Linked DNA regions of Gossypium hirsutum: region 1 is linked to region 2. A link is a contact called in public Hi-C data. All regions are on one chromosome and are shown on one strand. Each heading gives the region's core, a stretch centred on a gene start, on an enhancer-like site or on the middle of the called end of the contact. The rest is flanking DNA. Distances are from core to core; before and after follow the strand shown.

Evidence for each region. Hi-C and Micro-C count contacts between places; a contact is called where the count stands out from the background.
Region 1: a Hi-C map of leaf shows a contact between it and region 2, with 2.9 times the contacts expected there. The contact joins the enhancer-like site here to the promoter of LOC107893908 in region 2. A contact is called at or near these places in 2 of 34 Hi-C or Micro-C datasets (both in leaf).

The regions. Positions count from the first base shown.
Region 1 is chrA13:43,412,028-43,415,572 of Gossypium_hirsutum_v2.1, reverse strand. No RefSeq gene overlaps it. Among protein-coding and RNA genes, the nearest start is that of LOC107903711, 5.1 kb to the right of the region's middle. Within about 2 kb of position 2,127, at least 4 of the 9 cell types and tissues checked have an H3K27ac peak or open chromatin away from gene starts, as enhancers often do. A contact at or near this core is called in leaf, where this site is marked.
Region 2 is chrA13:43,324,401-43,327,966 of Gossypium_hirsutum_v2.1, reverse strand. It overlaps LOC107893908 (auxin-responsive protein SAUR50), which reads left to right and starts at 1,664. Exons shown (of 1, transcript XM_016819054.2): 1 at 1,664-2,453. The coding sequence starts at 1,793. The coding sequence ends at 2,107.

The sequences.
Region 1 (3,545 bases), core at 878-3,377, 87 kb before region 2:
CTGATTGTGTGAATGAAATAATTAATTTAGAAAAGCATGCACTTAGGTCTAATTTCCTATATGAATTATTCTGCAATTGTGTGGTGTGTATGGTTGGTTGGTGTGGTTCGTAAAATTTTAAATAGAGAGTCACCTAGTAGGTAATATGATGTTCAAAATTTGGGTTGGACTATCCCGATCGAATTTGGGGCATAACATAACCTACCTCCCTATCATCTATGCCTATAGAATAAAGTGCTTGATGATTAGGACCTAGGCCAAGCCAATGTTTCTGTAAATACCATCTTCCAGCATCAAAGTAGGAAGATATAAGAACTTAACCACTTATTATGATCAACCGACAAGATCCCTTTCCCAACTTTTTATATACATCCCAAACCTCCATCCTCAATGCTTTTTGCACCATATATGATGTGAACCATCATCATTATCTACTTAAATAGTTTGTATAACTAAAAATGTTATAAAACTTTTAATAATTCATATTATTTTATATTTTTTTAATAAAGAAAATTTAAAAACCACAAACATAACATTCATATGTAAAATCTACCTAAATCTACCTAAAGTTCATTAGTAATTTATGTTTTGCATCCACAATTCTTCAATGCAAGGAATGACATTATATGCATTTATATGTATGTATGTATGTATGTATACATGCAACCTTTGAATTGAATAAATGATAATAATTAATTTCCTAGTAAAACAAAAGCTTGAAAACAAATCATGGGTCTTTATTATTTAAAGCTGAAAGCAAAGTCATTTAGGAAATTCGACAATCTTAGAAGACAACCACAGAATTAATCAAATCATATAAATGCATGTTCTTGCTTAATAAAATTGATTTGAATGAATTAAACAGTGGTTTGTATTTTAGGGCTAACATTTCGTTTGGGTTAAGGAGGCTCACGAATTGATAAGATTCTATTTTCGTCTTATTGAAAACCGACAAAATTATAGCATGAAATTTTTTTTGATAAAATTTTAATTTATAATTGTAAAATTATAAATTAATACAATAATGAAACTCATTTTTCCTCCTTATTAGATTTTTTTTAAAAAAATTAATAAATAATTCACTGATGGCTTAACCAAATGCTCAACTTCATGTTTACTTCCCAAAAAACAAATTACCATTAAGATAACACATTCGATAGATTTTTTTATTGTTCCACAAGTCAAGTAAAAGGAAAATGTCTAAATTTAGAGGGCCCTCAACCTAAATTATCCATCTCCTTCAATCAATTGAGGTTTTGGCATACAACCTTGATTTTTATGTTTTTGTTTTGATTTCATAATAACAAGTCCCAGTACAAAGAAAGATGTTACATGTCTCTTTGAACAGACTTTTTCTTTTTCAAAGATTTATCATTATCTAATAGCAATTTAGAAAAGCACTGTATCAGTGCCTATCGTCTAATTCTGATTTTAATATCTATATTATGTTCTCCGATTTATAATATTATAAGTAGAACTAGATTGATATTACCATTAGTTGATGTTGTTAAAGTGATGGTGTGATGATTCTTTTAAAATTTCAGGTATTTAGTTGAGACATAAATTTATTATTTTTTAAATATAATTAATAAATTTTCATGCTACTTTAATTATGTAATCGAATAACAATAAAAAAAAATCACTTATCACTTTAACAATAACAATTTACCTTATTATCAATTTTAATCTACTAATACTACAATAAAAAAATTTATATCTCAACTTTTAGCTAAGACCATAATTATATCTCAAATCAATTCACTTTGGGTACGGATAGAATTTTTATAATATTGAAGTAAATCATAATTCGGAATAGAAATATATATTGGATGTCTTCGTAAGATATATTTTATTTTTAGAACGAGAATTAAATTTAAACTTAAAAGATAATATTATTAGAAGAAGAAATTACAAAATTCTAAAAGAGTTAGGATGTTTATAGATGATAAAACAATATTTTAAAAAATTATGAATGAATTATTGGGGTCTAGAGGCCGCTGAAAGCATGGATGGGAATGGGAGGTGGCCCTGGCGACACTGATTAAGCCAAATTGGTGGTGATGGGTGTTGGTTTATGATTTATGATGGAACTGACTCTGTCTTATCGCTGAAAGATTGAAGTAATTTGGTTGGTAATGTAAATGCGAGTTGAAAGATGAACTTGGACTATGCATTGAGGCCAATAACCAGCTAAGTTTTGAAGGGATAATGTTGCACTTTTTACTTGACTAGCATGCTAAGTGGACCCACCATGCCCACTCTCACAAACCCCACTCATTCTTTTCAAGGACTTTCATAATAGCTACTGCCTACTCCATAATATTCTAAACCATTTTTAAACAAAACTTCAAAACTTGGTTACCAATTATATTATGTATTATTGATTCATTTTGGTCTATTTTTTTATACTTTGATGATATATTTTTATATATGTTTGAAGTGTTAAAATACAAGGTAAAACCTGAATTTACACATTTATTGTGTAAGTACAAGACTTTTAGTGTTTAAGATTTTTTTTATTTGAAAATATCTCTCTAAAGGATCAATTATAATTAAATTTATCTTAAAAAGAGAAAGTAAATAATTTCCTATATTTTAAAATTTGCTTTTTATTTAGCGTTTTCTTTTTTTAGGGCGACAGCTCATTTTCCCTTTTATCCTTAATTTTAAGTTTTCATCCTATAAATAAACCAAAAAAAGAATTTTTTTCTTAGAAGGAGCTGGGGAATGTTAGCCGCCAGTTGTTAATGTTTTAAGTTTTTTATTAATAAAATTTCATTGTTATGAGTAGCAATTTGAAATCATGCTAAGATACTTTTCATCTTGGTATTTGTTGATTCTCTAATTTATAAAAAAAGATAGGATAGTATTATTAGTATTGTTCTGTTTGATACTTGGACTAATATTTTGTTTGTAAACTAATTCAAATTTTATTTTTATCAAAGAATAAAATTAACTTGGTTGAATTGAGAGCAGCCAGGGTGACTTCAAAGGGAATTAGTGATATAATTTAAACAGCTCATGCATTTGAGTTTATTAACTTGAGTTGGGTTCTTCTGGACTACTGAAAGCTGAGCTTAGGTTGTTCATTTGGCAAGAGTTAATCGTCGAGCTGTTATTGTGGTTAATTGGCAAGAGTTATGTGGTGAAGATTCAATTTGTTGTATAATAATTTTAATTTTATGTATTTACATGTCTCTTTTAATATAAATTAATTGTAAAATAATTAATAGTTAATTTTTCTAAAACTCCCATCTTTAATTGACACAACCAAAATTATTATACAACAAATTGAATCCTAAAATTTAAGAAACCAAAATAAGTTCAAAGATATTAAAAGCAAGGACTAAATAAAGATTAGAATTAAAATAAAATTTAAAAGTGAAGGACTTAAATAGAAAATATCCCAAAATAGAATAGCTGGTTGCCCCTATTGTTTTAATTTAGTAAAAAAGAGGGTTTGATTGAGGAGGCAACGCAATAAAGCATGAGATTGTAGGGTGCAGTGTTGGGTGATATATTTTGAAATAGCATGCTAGTAATGT
Region 2 (3,566 bases), core at 415-2,914:
TCAACAAACCACACCGTCTTTCGGTGATCATCGGTGGGCCTTTCTCGTCTCCTGTTTATTCTCAAACCATTTCTCTCCGAACCAATCTCATTTACAGAACATGCAAGTGTCTTTCATGGACTGTGACTCATGGGGTAATCCATTTGCTGTTTTTTTTTTTTTCAGTAAATCTTGAATTGATCCCTCAACCTGTCAATATAAAAACAACTTGATTTTGCCCTTCTTTTCAGTTGGTCAACATTTTAGGATTATAAGGAAGATTCGGGTTAAGTTTGAAAAACGCAACTATATGTTGCATATTAGTATCAATTAAGACCTTCAAACCAATGTACTTACGTTTGTTCTAGTGCCTTGTTGGGGTTTTAAGGATCTGTTTTGTCATGAAAACGTTTAGGGGGTCTTAGCCTGAGGAAAACAAAAAGAAAAAACCAAATCAGACACTACATCTATTGCCATTTTGGAACACTTTGTGAGCCTCAGAACATGGAGGCATTTGAAGAATAGCAATTATTGTCTCTAAAACTATATAAAAAAATATATTTCCTTATTTTTTAAGTGGTGGAGATTTCAGACAGGACCACATTCAAAAGAAAACCCATCGGCCCTTTGGGACATTCTTTTCCAAACTGCACCCAACACTCAAGGGGCTTTTATGCCCTGGCATGTTTGGCTTAATTTCAATTTTTTTGATTAAAAATGGCTAACTGAATTGAAATGCTGACCATGTAAGGAAAAAAAAAAGCAATTCTATGATCAAAACCTGCAAATGTAACAGTAATTAAAAAACCACATGGGTTTCTGCAAAAAGCCTTTGGATACTGCATGCAGTGAAAATTTGTTGTGTTTTTTGTGCCTTTCAGACTCAGGACACAGAATCACAAGCCAAAACAATCACAAATATCCAAAACCAACAAAACTGTTGTACAGTACTCTCCAGTACACTTACAATCGGTCCCCGATTTCAGGTAGAAACACACACAGAGATGAACCAAGGCAAACTCCTTGTAAATTATAAAGAACTATAGTAAAAGGACTAAATGCATTAAAAATGCATTCTACATTGTGTTAGGAAATATATTACAAAACCAAATTGTTAGTATTGAAAGGATAAATAAATTGAGTATAAATAAATAAAATAATCCATGTGTCATTGAAGTACTGATAGATATATTTGTATAGTGAACATTATCCTCCAAAAAACAAAAAATAATAGAAGATTTTTCTGGACCGGAAAAAAAAATTCTAAAAACAGAACAGAAATTTTATTAAAAAAATAAGCACCAAAAGCGAAGCAGCAATAGCACATGTATTGGCCGTTTACTCTTAATTACTCAATATAATAAGTAATACTCTCTTACAAAATTTTTTCTCAAACTAATATGGAATTACCCGCATTGTACTACCAACACCTTGTACAAATTTTAACAAAAAAGAAAAACAAAAACATCAAGTTGCAGTGGCTATTTAATTCTACGATATCAACATTAGAAGTAGCTAAATCAGAAGATAGGGAAAGAGGGACCATTTTGTCATTAGGAGGACCAACAAAGAATAGAAATTCAAATGGGGTGGTTTGGCTCCCATCATGTCCTTTACACATATAACACACACATACATACATACCCTAATAACACCCGTGGCTTGTCCCTTTAGGGTTTGCCCCCACAGTCCCACATGACCCTTGAGGCTTAGCCTCAACTATCCATAAATAAATAACCCGCCATCTCCCCCTCCCAATCCTCCCATCCCACTACACCTTCTATTCTACTACCACTTCCACACAACAACAGCAATGGCAATTAGAAAACCATCCAAACTGCCTCAAACCGCAGTTCTGAAGCAAATCCTGAAGAAATGTTCAAGCTTAGGCAGGAAACATGGATATGACGAAGATGGGCTCCCACTTGACGTACCAAAAGGTCACTTTGCCGTTTACGTTGGTGAAAACAGAAACAGATACATCGTCCCTATCTCATTCTTGACCCACCCTGAGTTCCAATGTTTGCTTCGACGAGCGGAGGAAGAGTTTGGGTTTAACCATGATATGGGCCTTACCATCCCTTGTGAAGAAGTTGTTTTTCGCTCTCTTGCATCTATGCTTAAATGAAAATGGGAAAAAAGAATATATTGAGTTGCGAAATGAAGGGGTTCTGCCTTTGCATTTTTGGAGAAAGATGGCCAAGAGAAGCATAGCAACCATATATATTGAATAGCTAGTTTCTCTTTTTTCTAACATCATTTCTTCATTGTGATTCTTGATCCCTTTTGGGGTTCTTTCTTTTCTTTTTACTACTTCGAACCCGGGGTTTTTAATGTTTTATTAATTAGTTATTAGTGACTCTAACTAGACCTAAGAATTATAACATTTTCTGGGTCCAACCATTTGTATAAACTTGTGTTTCCTCACAAATTTTGTGAGAGAAGTTGAATGTTAAGGAAACAACCTTATTTTATCTTCCCATGCAAATCAGGTAAATATTTTCTTTATAATTATTATTATTAATTATAGCTTAGCTCTAGGTCGGGAAAAGCATAATCCTGAGTCAAACTCAAAACCAAAGCGGAGGACATGTAATGTAAGGAAAAAGAAAAAAATTAGAATCAGCAACTTGTCTGAGAATGTGGAATCACAGGTTTCTTTTGTTCAACTGTTGTTCATAAGATATTTATACTTGGGTCATTATGTTTTTTTGTTTCTTTCTTTTCATGCCTGATTAGTGAAGGAAGAATATGGGTTTAAAATCAAATGTGCTAAATTTGAAAAAACTAGAAGAACTATTCTCATTCAAATAATGATACAAAATCAATTTTTTTAAATATTTGTTTATTTCAACTACTCATTAAAATTATCTTTATTATCACATAATATAATTTGAAATAAATGTTTCATGCAAGAAATTTCCTCGAAAAAGCAAAGGCATCATGATTGCATCCATATTTCATTCTCACGTATTAGTTGACTACTGGGGTATGCTCTTTACTCCATTAATGATGATTTTATCTGATCTAATCCTCAGCCAACATTAATTATTGCATTTGATACATCGCTCTCATTCTAAATACTAACCCCTTCAATCTTTTAAATCCAAGACTTTTCACTCTCTTCGAAGGTGTATAAATTTACTATATAAGATTAATGCATCATACTTGCTTTAGAGTATTTGGCGTAACACACGCAAAAGCTTTCAAAATAATTAATTTTAATTCACTTCAATCTCCTCAAAAGTTATAAAATAGTAAAATTTATAATTCAATTATAATATTTATAAAATTACATGTGTATCATTATTTTTATTTTAAATACTTTCATTTTTTAACCTTAGTTTAATTATAATATTTCATTATTTTAAAAATGAATCAAATTTTTCATAGATTATAAATTGAGATACTCATTTAAAAAAAAGTATAATTAAAGTATGGTTATGTTCGTTTCACAATTCATGAAACTTAATTTTTTTGGTGTTCGTGACTACCCCTCCCAATATTGTTATCTTCAAGGTTTGAACCTGAGTTCTCTTCATGGGAATGCAACATGCTTTACCACTATCTTATCTTTACATTTTTCC